2 separate regions of the Capra hircus genome follow, and region 2 is linked to region 1. The links are chromatin contacts, called in public Hi-C maps. All regions are on one chromosome and are shown on one strand. The core of a region is the stretch at or near the end of the contact, and the rest is flanking DNA. Distances in the headings are between cores, read along the strand shown.

Evidence for each region. A called contact is a pair of places that touch in the nucleus more often than the background predicts.
Region 2: a contact with region 1 is called in a Hi-C map of liver, with 4 times the contacts expected there. The contact joins two enhancer-like sites. A contact is called at or near these places in 3 of 5 Hi-C or Micro-C datasets (blood and liver).

What each region holds. Positions count from the first base shown.
Region 1 is chr2:3,010,811-3,017,571 of ARS1.2, forward strand. The region is part of intron 13 of TMCO4 (transmembrane and coiled-coil domain-containing protein 4); the gene reads right to left. Among named protein-coding and RNA genes, the nearest start is that of HTR6, 54 kb to the left of the region's middle. Within about 2 kb of position 1,356, at least 1 of the 5 cell types and tissues checked has an H3K27ac peak or open chromatin away from gene starts, as enhancers often do.
Region 2 is chr2:3,151,657-3,158,397 of ARS1.2, forward strand. No RefSeq gene overlaps it. Among named protein-coding and RNA genes, the nearest start is that of OTUD3, 12 kb to the right of the region's middle. Within about 2 kb of position 1,720, at least 1 of the 5 cell types and tissues checked has an H3K27ac peak or open chromatin away from gene starts, as enhancers often do.

The DNA of each region.
Region 1 (6,761 bases), core at 106-2,605:
TCTTCCTGACCCAGGGATCAAACCCGGGTCTCTGCACTACAAGCCAATTCTTAACTGTCTGAACTACCAGGGAAGCCTTGGGTACAGAGCTTGCTCACTAAATGCTTGTGGTTAAGCCCCGAGCAAGCCCAGGAGGCCCCTGTGTCCCATTTAACTCCTCAGCCTGGCTTAGGGTGCAGGGCACTGGGACAGTGATGAGCAGGTTTCATGTATCTTGAAGTCTCCAGGAGAAGCAGTTGGATGGGGCCGACTTACAGATGCAGGATGGAAGGGGGAGCCAGGGAAGACGCCACAGATGGGCCCAGGTGCCCAGAGTGCGGCAGGCCTTGCGGGCTCTTATTGGCTGAGCCAAAATACAAACAGGCGAGCCAGCACATCCTGGGACATCTTGCCAGCGGCGTGGACAGGGCCGCCGCCCAGAGACAACGTGCAGGGTCACTAAGGAATTCCCTTCACATCTTTTGAGAATGAAGAGACGCATCAGTGCACAAACAGCTGAGGCAGAACTGATTTCTCGATTCACGTGGCCCCTTCCCGGCTCCACTTCCATGAGTCAGTCTGAATTGAGCTCTCTTTCCACTTTTTTGAGGCCTTTGAAAGTGGATGCATAGAAGCAATGCACTGGATCTGGGGCCCAGGGTCTCGTGTGCTTGGATGGTGGCCCTTCTTGGCATCAGTCCCCGCACTCCACCCCCGGCCACCTGCTGGGACGAGAAATACCCTTGGTCAGAGGATCAGTCACTTCCAAAGCAAATTCCTCTTGTCGGTGGGCAGATGGACCATTCACCTGGGAATTCTGGCTACGTTCCTCTCCTGCCCGAAGTTCGGCAGACGTACGTCCTGTTCTGGATCTGAGCGGGCAGATCCTGCGCACGCCGAGCATGTGCTGGCTGGCCACACCTGCCGGGAGGTCCAGGAGTGGAGCGACCTGGGTCACTAGGGGCCTTGGGGGACCCACTGGCCGAGGTCTCAGGGCCGGTGGGGTCCACGTGCTCATGTAGCTCCAGCCTTTCACCACCCAAAGGCTGGCACTGCTCTCTGCAGGCGGCACTCATGGAGAACGCGAAACATGGATTGCAAGTCCCTCATCAACTGACAGGTAATCAACCACTGACGGGTACCGGGTGCCTCGTATGTGCCAAGTCCTGTGCCAGGAGCTGGTGATACAGAGGTGGGCAACACAGACAGGGCCTGACCCGGAGCCCTGAGCGCAGAGTAAAGGGGGAGGGAGGAAGCAGGACGCGGCCGCGGGAGCGGGACCCGGACTGAGGGCCCGGGCCTGGCGCTGGGGGCAGCCTCAGCTCTGCCACCTCCCTATAGAACATGGTGAGTCAGATGCCTGCCCATGAGGAGGCCGTGAGGATCCGGGTTAACGGACACCATCAAGCATCAGCACAGACATCCGTCCCGTCTGCGGTGACGGACACCAAAGCTGAGAGCAGGGACTCCCTGGTGGCCCAGTGGCGAAGAATCCGCCTGCAACTGGGGGCCTGGGTTAGATCCCTGCATTGGGAAGACCCCCTAGAGAAGGGAACAGCTACCCACTCCAGTCTTCTGGCCTGGAGAATTCCATGGACTGGACAGTTCAGGGGGTTGCAAAGAGTCAGACACGACTGAGCGGCTTTCACTCAGTCACTCGCTACATCGTTAGCCTTCCCAGGTGGCTCAGTGGTGAAGAGCCTGCCTGCCAATGCAGGAATCGCAGGAGACTCAGGTGCAATCCCTGAATCAGGAAGACCTCCTGGAGAAGGAAATGGCAACCCACTCTAGTTTTCCTGCCTGGGAAATCCCATGGACAGAGCAGCCTGGTGGGCTACTGCCCACGGCGTCGCTAGGAATTGAACACGACTTCGCGGCTGAGCACATACGCACTACGTCTCCAAGGCATTTTTATCAGGTCATGTCTGATTCCCTGGGCCCTGGGCTGGAGCCAGTCACCATCAGCACAGCTCCGAGTTTTGCCTGCCTGGAGCCTGCCCCCTGCCGGACTGGACCCAGCTCTATACTGGCCTCATCTCTGGTCCCCTGGTGGGTAACCTTCTGGGGATCATCCCTGCTTCTGTCTGTGTGGGGGTCCCAAGGCCGGAGCTCCTGGGTACCATCAACCTCTGGCGCTCTCATCCCAGCATCCTTAGGACCTGCCACACTCTGGCTTCCCATCAGGGGGTTCTTCTATCCTGCAAGCTATGAAGCAGGGTAGGGGAAGAAAGGAAAGTCCCTGTTTTGTAGATAGAGAAACTAATGTTTCAACTAAGAATTCATTAGAGGCCAGAATCCAAGTAAGGTCTTCCAGCTGGAGCCCATGGTGGGAATACTCACTGGCCTCTCCTGGATGTCGGTTTGCCTTGCTCTAGCTGACGAAACATGAGTGAAAGTCACGTGTTAGTTCCAGGTGAAACCGAAGAGCTAGTGTGTGATTCACCACAATCTCAACCTCCCCCTGAGGGAGCTTCCACTGGCCTGGGTGGCTGAGTGACTACAAAGATCAGAGCCCCGGCCTACCCACAGCGCATGGGAGACACAGGTGAGAAATGAACCTCTGCTGTGCTCCGTCTCTAAGGATGTGGGGCGTGTTCGTCCCTGCGGCATAGCCTCACCTGTCCTGACTGATACAATGTAAACGTTTACGTTAGACACTTCACTTACAGAGCGCGCACTCTCTGTTGGTTTCATCCCAGATACAGGAGGCACAGGGGCTGCTCACACACCATTCCTGCCCTCAAGGGGTTCGTGGTCCAGACGCCTATTTGGAAGGAAGCTGCCCACACTGAGCTTGAGGGAGGAGCAGGACCAGGTGAGGGATACCTTGGGGATGGCTGCATATCCCCTGAGCAGTAACCCCCTGCTGTCTGCAACGTCACTCAGGAAGGAAATGAAGCTGTGAGATGGTTAACGCCACAGGCAGCTTTTCTTGGGGGAGGGGGAGAAAGGATGGGCTGTGGCTGGGTGGGAGCAGAGGGCCGGGGGAGGCTGGCTGAAGGATGCTGTGCTCTGGGAGACTCTAGGGTTTACTGCTACATCTCATTACTTGGTCTCAAGGGAATCCAGAAAACAATCAGCACATTCAATTGCATTAGAGTAATTCCCTTTTCACATTTCCCCCGACTAAGATAATGACAGCTTTCCTGCAGTCAGGAGAAGGTCTTCTCCATGTAAAGATTAATTGGGTGTTAAAGAGCAGGACTGCCTGAAACCAGACAGCCGAGCTGGAATGAATTAGATGTGAAACAGCAGCTCCAGGGAAAGGGTGAATAATTCATTCATGACCACAGGCAGCTGCGGACTTGAAGCTGCCCCACCAGTAACCCAGGCCAGTGCTTGGGAAGGGTTGTCAAGAAAGACGGGGTTGGGGGGAAAGGCGAATGCAGGAGCAGGGAGAAACAGAACCCGGGGGCCCCCACTCTGATGGGAGGCCGCTTTTCCTCAACTCGGGCCACGGTTAAGGTCACCTACGTGTGTGTGGTGTTCTAATGAGTCCCCCCTCGCCTTTTTTTGTTTTTTTGTTTCACTGTGCAGCCTGTGGGCTCTTCGTTTCTGACCAGGGTTCGAACCTGAGTCCTCGGCAGTGAAAGCGTGCAGCCCTAACCATGGGACCTCCAGGGAATTTCAAGCCAGCTCCCTCTTATACAGCTTAAGACAGATTTTAGCATAAAATAAACGCTCCGTAGGAATCCCCAGGCTCTCACACCAGCATCTGTGTGCACTCCTGCATGTAACCCTTACAGCCTTGACGACAATACTATTATTACTCAGGGTGTTGCCTGAGTCCCCTGGAGTTCAAAAAGGTGAGGCTTGCCTCGTAGTGGGAGTAGGATTCAAAGGGGATGCCCAGACTCCAGAGCCTGCATATCTGCAGCAGCAGAGCCGGGTCTCTTGGTGGCCCCGTCCCCAGCTGAGCACAGAGGCCTGCATCTGTGTGGTCCTTCTGACTCTGCCCGCCTCTCATCTTTGATGGGTGGGGACTGGGTGAAAAGTGAAGGGAGCTCAGTTGTGTCCAACCCTGCGACCCCATGGACTGTGCAGTCCATGGAATTCTCCAGGCAAGAATACTGGAGTGGGCAGCCTTTTCCCTTCTCCAGGGGATCTTCCCGACTCAGGGATGGAACCCGGGACTGGGTGGTAAGCGGTGAAGTCCTGCAGACCAGAGGCTCACTGGATGGCTGGGGAGAGAATGTGGGAAGTAAGGGGGAAAGAGGACACAGGAAGATGAGGGCCCCGGTCAACACGCAGGCGCGCGAGCCCATTTTTGTGAGTGTGCGTCCACATTTCATTCACGTGGCTCCGCGGCCCCGCTGGCCTTGGGGCCAGGCCCCCAAGGAGGCTGCGCAGCAGCAACCAGCTCTGGGTTCAGGACCGTCTGCTCTGCTCTGCAGGCAGGCGTGTATCATTTCCGACTCCCTATTTCTACGAACCATCAGGAGTTCCCTTCTTGCTCTTTGGAAAGGCAGAGTGAAAGGGGGGAAATACAGGACTCTGAGGCCTGGTATCAGGGGCTCACTGTCTACCTGGAGGTGCTAAGGGGGCTGGCAGGGAGGACAGGGTCAAAGGGCTCTGGCTTGCCCTTGCCCCGCCCTACCCCGCCAGCGTGTCCCACCTCCCACCAAGGGAGCGCAGCCCATGCCTGGAATAAGCCTCGGCCACCACGGGCAGCCCCTTTTTGGAGATCTCTTAACCAGGGCGAGGCAAAGGGCGACTGGGGTGCTCTCTCGCCTCCTGTCCGGACACGGTGGGATGGGATGTTACTAGAGGGGAAACCACCAGGCTGATGGAGACGATTCTCGTTCAAAGCGTTCTGGCTTCAAGTTTTTCCTTTAGGAGGTGATCGGGTGGGGACAAAACCAGCTGCGCTGGTTTTGAGCACAGGGCTTCTATTCAGATTCGATCAAGCTCTTGTTATTTGGGAAGTTTCCCATCCTAGTTCCTTCCATGTTTAAGATCCGCCCTGGACACAGAGAACAATGAGGGCGGCAGAGGTCCTTGGGGCTGGCTGAGTTGCTGCTGTGTGTGTGTGTGTTAATGTGTGTGAGTATATGGCAATGTGTCCATGGGTGTGTGTGGGTGTGAATCGCGGGCTGTCTGGGGCTGATCCCCAGCCCTGCCCCCAGTGCCTCCCTCTGCAGGACCTGCTCAGCTCTTCATTCGCCCCACAGTTCAGAGGCCGAGCATCTAAGCATCAGTTCCAACGCCTCAGCCTGTGCGGGGCTCCTGATCTAACCGTGACCCGCCTTCCAGCTCAGTGCCCCTCTCACAGGCTGCAAGAACACCAGACTCAATGTTTCCAGACAGCCCGAGAGCCCTTCCTTTGTCCTGCCGGCCCGGGCCTCTGGAGGACTCCCACCCATACTCTCCTCGGCAAAGTACAGCAGTTTTGGGGCTGAGGACCCTGAAGCCTGGCGCCCTGGGGTCAGATCCTGGCTCTGGCTCTTAGGACCTGAGTGGCTGCTCTGTGCGGCCTCATCCAGTTTTCCTCCGGGCGCTGCAGGGAGACTGAGACCCTGGCGCAGGGGGAGTCTGCACCTGGCTCTTGAGGACATCAGCCCACACTTGATTCCCTTGCTCAAAGTCAAGTTCCCCGCCCTTCCCTTCTCAAACGTGCTGGGTGCCCGGGAGATGGTGGATACAGGCAGAACTTACCCACCTGGAGTTTGGGATCTAATATGTGTGCCAGAAAGTAGATGTAAAATGACAAGCACTGTGGGCTTTCCTGGTGGCTCAGCTGGTAAAGAACCTGCCTGCAATGTGGGAGACCTGGGTTCCATCCCTGCGTTGGGAACAGCCCCTGGAGAAGGGAAAGGCTGCCACTCCAGTATTCTGGCCTGGAGAATTCCATGGACTATACAGGGGGGTCCATGGGGTCGCAAAGAGTCAGACACGACTGAGTGACTTTCACTTTCACTTTCTACCTACTTGACACTCACCATAGTTCCCCGTGTGTAGCAGGCCCTCATGTTAGAGTTTAGAGGAACAGGTGTTTACTAATGGAACCTAAACTGCGGACAACAAAGGTCCGTCTAGTCGAGGCTGTGGTTTTTCCAGTGGTCATGTATGGATGTGAGAGTTGGACCATAAAGAAAGCTGAGCACCGAAGAATTGATGCTTTTGAACTGTGGTGTTGGAGAAGACTCTTGAGAGTCCCTTGGACAGCAAGGAGATCCAACCAGTCCATCCTAAAGGAAATCAATCCTGAATATTCACTGGAAAAACTGATGCTGAAGCTGAAACTCCTATACTTTGGCCACCTGATGCGAAGAACTGACTCATTTGAAAAGACCATGGTGGTGGGAAAGACTGAAGTGGGGAGGAGAAGGGGACGACAGAGGAAGAGATGGCTTGATGGCATCACTGACTTGATGCACATGAGTTTTGAGTAAACTCCAGGAGTTGGTGATGGACAGGGAAGCCTGGCGTGCTGCAGTCCGTGGGGTTGCAGAGTCAGACATGACTGAGTGACTGAACTGGACTGAACCTGTGGAAGGTACTTTCACATTTACAGTCTCATTTTAATCTCTCCAAGATGAGTGTACCAAATCCCACATCAGATGAGGAAGCTGAGGCTCAGAGAGGTTAAGTGATTTTCCCGAGGTCCCACAGCTCATCAGTGACAAACCTGGGACCCAGATCCAGGTCTGCCTGATATCAAAGCCCCAGTTCCTATGGGTCGGCAGTGAAGGTCCTGGGGAGGAAGCAGTGACCAGAAAGAGGCTGGAAGGAAGCTGCTCTGGGAACCAGCAAAGGCGGAGAGGCAGGACATCTTCCTCCCC
Region 2 (6,741 bases), core at 470-2,969, 140 kb after region 1:
GTGCGACCCCACAGACGGCAGCCCACCTTACGATGGCCAGCCCACCTCAAATCCCTGACGTCACGGCAATGCTAGTGTCACAGCTGTGAGCATGTGTCCCTAAGGAGAGGTCTTGTTTAATCACTTCAATCTGCGACGCCACGGATTATGGCGCACCAGGCTCCTCTGTCCACAGGACTTCCCAGGGATGAATACTGGAGCGGGCTGCCATTTCCTTCTCCAGGGGATCTTTCTTGTTCAGGTGTCAAAGCCATGTTTCTTGCGTCTTCTGCATTGGGATGCTGATTCTTTACCCCTGAGCCACCAGGGAAACCCAAGGACAGATACTCAATGCTTTTCTTAGAAATCTGAGTGGCTACTCTCCAATTTTCTTTTTGGGTAAATCAAGGCAGTGGATAAGACAGCTACTCATTATCTGATAAAATGAATATGGCTAGATAATGTCACAAGGGACACGCCTGCAGGAATCAAAGGGTCAGGGTCAGCTGCTGGAGAATGAACCATTTGACCTTTCCCAGTAAGAGGCTGCTCCATTGTGAGTTCTGACGCTAGCAGGAAGCTTTAGAACAGGATAAGAGCAAGGAACCAGGTGTCCTAAAGACATGTTTTTAGGAGTTTTTCTTATTACCGTTGTAATAAAGTTTCAATGTCTGAAACTCAGATACAAACATGCAGCAAGGCAAACAAAAGAAAAGTGAAAATCACCCCCATTTTCAAGAGCCCAGAGATAATCAGCTTAGCATTTTGGTATCTACTGCTTCATTCTTTGCACACGTATATGTGTGTCTTCTTTGATAAACAGAGATGGGATCTTTGCGTGTGCTTAGTCGCTCAGTCCTGTCCGACTCTTTGCAACCCCATGGACTGTGGCCCACCAGGCTCCTCCTCTGCCCATGGGGATTCTCCAGGGAAGAATACTGGAGTGGGATGCCATGCCCTCCTCCAGGGGATCTTCCCAACCCAGGGACTGAACCCAGATCTCCCACATTGCAGGCAGATTCTTTACTGTCTGAGCTACCAGGGGAGCTTTCTCTCTTTGCAAACTGCCTTTTTCATGTAATAACACACTGCATATACATCATTCCATTCCATTTCATTTGACTGGTCGTCTTTGATGAGACTCTTTGGAACGTCTACAGATATTCTGTGGTCTGACAACATTACAGTTCATTTGACAAATCTACTCTTGGTGGACATTTAGGTTGTTTATCATTTTTTTCCCATGATAACAAAGGCTGTAATGATTATTTTTGAAGCTCAGCATCCGGTCAAGTGGTGTGCATATTTTAAAAGCATAACTTGTTCTTCACCAGCAAAGTGAAGTCCTAGCGGCTGTAGCTGAGCAAATTAAAATAAAGGCTAATTTAAATAAAGTGTGTGTGTGTATATAATGGTAAATACAAAGATTAAATGCTCATTTCTTTGAATAGATCTACTCCATAGGGATCATTTTGACCCCGATTCCTTTTTCATCTAACTGGAAAAAAGGAGATGTTTGCCTGGGGAAGAGTAGGTAGGTGGAACCACCAGATTTTACCTTCTTTTGGTATTGACCAGGGGTTTTGGCCTCCTTAATCAAGAGAAATTGACCAAAGGCCAGACAAGAAATTCAGGCAAGGCTTTATTGGGGCCCCTCCTGCAGCAGGGTGGACCGAGAAGTTTCCCTTGCTGGCTCACTCCCCAGGGAGGCGCAAGGGGGCTCCTTATGCGCGGCGTCCAGGGGTGGAGCCAGAGGCGGGGCTCGGGTGGTGTGCCCACCCCTTTGGTGACGTATGTGCAGGGGGTGTGCTCAGCACCCTGCTGTTGCTCCCAGATTTTCAGGAGTGGTTGTTGGACTTCTTAGTCTCTTTGTTGTTCGAATTTGCCCCATCTGTGCCTGCACCTAGTTATTTTCAGTCGCTTATAGTTTCTTTCTATTTCGAGTTCCAGGCAGAGACGTTTGTCCAGGTGCAAAGCATTGCAGGACTGCAGCAAAAGGTCGAAGGTCCCAACAAGTCTCATTTTCAGGAGGCTTTTACACCTGGAGATTTCACATAGGATTCTTAGGTGAGCTTGGGCACATTCTTTTTTTTTTTTAAGATTCGCTGATACTCACCCTTTCCCCCTTCCATCTTCTCTAAGAAGAGAAAGGACACAGAACAAAAGGCAGCTTCCTGGGATGTCAGAGGTGTACCTTCCTCAAGGGACAGACACGTTCTGGGAGAGGGTTGATGACAGCTGTTTCCAGGACCAGCAGCTGGCAGCAGCTGGCACCATGAGATTCTGGGTTTCTGTAACTGTGAGGAGTTTTCTTTCTCTCTTAGTGAGCAGGTCCAGCTTCAAGTGTCAGAAATAGTTTCTTGCCAAACCAGCCTGCCAATAAAAGCTGCTCCCTTTTATAGGATAATCAGTATAGATTAGGCAGTTTACATCCATCAACTTGCAAAGTGGGCATCGGTATTTATTTTGCAGATGAAGAGACAGAAATTAAATGGTTAGCTAACTTACCCAGCGTCACATGTTCAAGAAGTAGAAAGTTCAGGATTCTAACTCTACTCTGATTCCAGAGCCCCTAAACTCTTGTCTCTATGCCTCGTTGCTACTCTGGTTTATTGTCATCCTTGCGTTTTTCAGTTCATTTTACAGATAATATAAGCTCCTCAGAGTTAAGAAGATTTTAGCTACTAAAGGAATTGATTTTTTTTTTTTTTTGGTTGTTTGTGTTTGAAGGTTCCAGCAATGCCATTTCCTACCAATCATATATTTTAATTGTCAATAAAACTGGAGATAAATTCTCAGAGAATTCTGAGACATGTTGACATATTCTCAATGCCTTTATCTAAAAATGTGGGTTTTTGCTTGCCATGGTGAAAGGGACCCACCGCCTTTCAGGAATGGCCTCAGGATCCTCTGGGAGCTTTTCCTGGTGTTCCTGCTCTGCCCTTCTGGATGGCACGTTCCAGCGCCCTAAGTCTGGCACTGGAGATGTGACGTCACCATGAAATGTGCAGTCTTGATGTATACCTCTCCCAGACACGAGAGCCTTCTTATCACCAGTGCGCTCTGCCGTGGGTACCCAGCAGAGGAATCCAGGCTTAATTTTCTAGAACAGTGGTCCTTACTCATTCACTTCCTGCATTTGTCCATTCCACTCAACACCCATTAATGGGGCCTCTAAGGCCACAGATGGTTAATACAGAGTTCCAGCATGGAAGAGCCCAGTCTAGTGGAGAGCAGCTGATAGCAACCCTGAATATTTAATAGCAAAAATTTGAGAATGAATCAACAAAAGTGACATGTATCAACATGGATAAAGTTAATAAAATATAATGTTCACACAGATAACAAATAGGCACATGAAAAGATGCTCAATATCGCTGTTAGAGAAATGCAAATCAGAGCTATCATGAGGTACCACCTCACGCTGGTCAGATGGCCATCATTAAAAAGTCTGCAAGTAACAAATGCTGGAGAGGGTGTGGAGAAAAGGGGCCTCTCCTACCCTGTTGGTGGGAGTGTAAATTGGTGTAGCCAATACGGAAAACATTAGAGTAGTTCCTTAAAAAACTGAAAATGGAGCTGCCGTGTGACCCAACAAACCCACTCCTGAGCATGTCTATGGCGAGAACTGTAATTTGAAAAGAAACGTGTGCCGCAGTGTTCGGTGCAGCACTGTCTACAACAGTGAAGACGTGGAGACAGCCTAGCGTCCACTGACAGACGGACGGGCACAGATGCGGCGTGTGTGCACACGGATGCATAGAACGAAATGCTACTCAGCCAAAAAAAGAACGAAATTGTGCTGTTTGCAGAACATGGATCAACCTAGAGTTTATCACACCGAGTTAAGTAAGTCAGAAAGAGAAAGCCAAATACCATACGATAACACTTATATGCGGGATCTAAAAATGGCACAAATGAACTTATTTACAAAACAGAAACAGACTCTCAGACGCAGAAAAGAAGCTTATGGTTACCAAAAGGAGAAGGAGACGGGGAGGGATAAACTGGGAGTTTGGGATTGGCAGGTACAAACTAACAGATAAATAGATACATATTATATAAAATATATTAAATTACATATAAATTATTATATATAAACAAGGTCTTACTGCATAACACAGGAAACTATATTCAGCATCCTGTAATAAACCATAATAAAAAATAATGTGAAAAGGAATAAATATATGTATAACTGAATCACTTTGCTATACACTGGAAACACAATGTTGTAAATCAACTACTTCAATAAAAATGATATATTGAAAGCATAAAGTTCAGTAAGCAAGTCATAGAATGATGCATTCACTTTGGTATCATTTATGTAAAGTTAAAAATGCTAAACCATACTGCATATTGTGTAGTGACGTAAACTTATGTATGATAAACAACAAATTTATGAGTGTGGTTACCCCAAGGAACTGGGGAGGGAGCAGGTTTGGGGTAGTAGTGGGTGTGGGCTTCAGTTGTATGTGACATTTTATTTCCCAAGAGAGGAGGGTCAGGCATGTTAGTGTACATTGCATTATTCTTAATCCATGTTTGTAATCGTCAATATTTCATTTTAAAAGGCAGTTTTTAAAAATGCACACACATGCACATACAGTCTCATCTCAATTTTGTATTTAAAAACGCATTTTGTTCATCATAGAGAAAAGATGGGAGGAAATGTTAGGTTAAACCACATGAAACTCTTATTTTTGCAGGTTATAAAATGGTCAATTGTCAGCGATTTCATATGAGTCAACCTAATACACTGAAACTGCAACAATCACTATCTCTGAGAGCGGGATTATGGATGAGTAAAAAAAATTCTTTAACGTCTTTTCAGGTTTTCTCCCATTATAGGTTATATTTTTCCTATCAGAAAAACTTCCCTGCGGATTGTCTGGAAACAGAGAAAGATGTCTCTCTGCTGCCCCCTTGTGGGCCCTGCAGCACAGGGCTCCTCTGCCCAGCGCCTGCCAGCGAGTTAATCCGCGCCGCAGGGTGGGGTCCTGGCACAGGCGGGGATGAGGTGGCTTCAGGTGGTTTGCCAAGGTGTCTGATGATAACCACGGACACTGCGGGCAGTTAGGATCGTTGGCACAGGGACACCAAACAAAGAAATTGTTCTGGAGCCGTACAGATAAGTCCTGCAGCTCAAGGGCTTAGCAGAGTCATTTTGAAGGAGTATGAGCATCTCCTCCAGGAATGGGGGCTCCCATTCCCACACCCATCACCTTTCATCACCTTCAAGGGGCACTGTAAAATGGAGAAGTCAAGTGAGGGGCGCGTGGAAATAAAAACTTTTCTCTGTTAAAATTCTTTATTTTTAGAATATCACTATTATTAAGGGAATGTTCTTTTCAAAGAAATTGGGACAATTTGGTCTACATTATAATAGTGAAATACTGTTTAAGAGTCAGTATTACTTCCTCTAATTTTTTTTTAAATTTTATATCAGAGTATAGCTGATTAACGGGCTTCCCTGGTGACTCAGATGGTAAACAGCCTGCCTGCAGTGCGGGAGACCTGGGTTCAATGCCCGGGTTGGGAAGATCCCCTGGAGAAGGGGATGGCAACGCTTCAGTATTCGTGCCTGGAGGATTCCATGGATAGAGGAGCCCGGTGGGATACAGTCCACGGGGTCACAAAGAGTCGGACATGACTGAGTGACTGACATACACATAGCCAGTTAACAATGTGATAGTTTAGGCGGACAGCAAAGGCGTTCAGTCATACATATACATGTATCTGTTCTCACCACAATTCCCCTCCCATTCAGGCTGAAAAACCTGTGTCCTTTAATCCCCTCGAGGGCCAGGCAAAATATTCTGTTTAGTTGCCAGAAAAATTAACAATGTAGGATACTGAACTGTTTACTTTACATGTAAATGTAATTTGGTATTGCAGCCATGAAATTAGAAGACACTTACTCCTTGGAAGGAAAGTTATGACCAAACTAGACAGCATATTAAAAAGCAGAGACATTACTTTGTCAACAAAGGTCTGTCTAGTCAAGGCTATGGTTTTTCCAGTAGTCATGTATGGATGTGAGAGTTGGCCTGTGAAGAAAGCTGAGCACTGAAGAATTGATGCTTTTGAACTGTGGTGCTGGAGAAGACTCTTGAGAGTCCCTCGGACAGCAAGGAGATCCAACCAGTCCATCCTGAAGGAGATCAGTCCTGAATATTCATTGGAAAAACTGATGCTGAAGCTGAAACTCCAATACTTTGGCCACCTGATGTGAAGAGCTGACTCATTTGAAAAGACCCTGATGCTGGGAAAGATTGAGGGCAGGAGGAGAAGGGGACGACAGAGGGTGAGATGGTTGGATGGCATCACCGACTCAATGGACATAGGTTTGGGTGTACTCCGGCAGTTGGTGATGGACAGGGAGGCCTGGCGTGTTGCAGTTCATGGGGTGGCAAAGAGTTGGACATGACTGAGCGACTGAACTGAACTGAATATATTTTTATATAAAAATTTATATATATAATTTATATACATATTTATATATTTATATCAGTTTTTTAGCCATTTAAGGGAACGTGGAGAGAGTCAGCAGTGGTGAGGTGGAAAAAAAGGAGAAGTAAGGGAGACAGGAGGCAGGAAGCTGATATTTATTTGATCGGGAACTTTCTTAGGGTTGTGATATTACCATCTCAGACAAACTCAGAGAAGGAGCCAGCGCTGCCCTCATTTCTGGGAAGAGGAAACCGCAGCTTGGGAAGATGATGGAAAGAAGGGCTGGTCACACAGGCGGCTGGCAGCAGACAC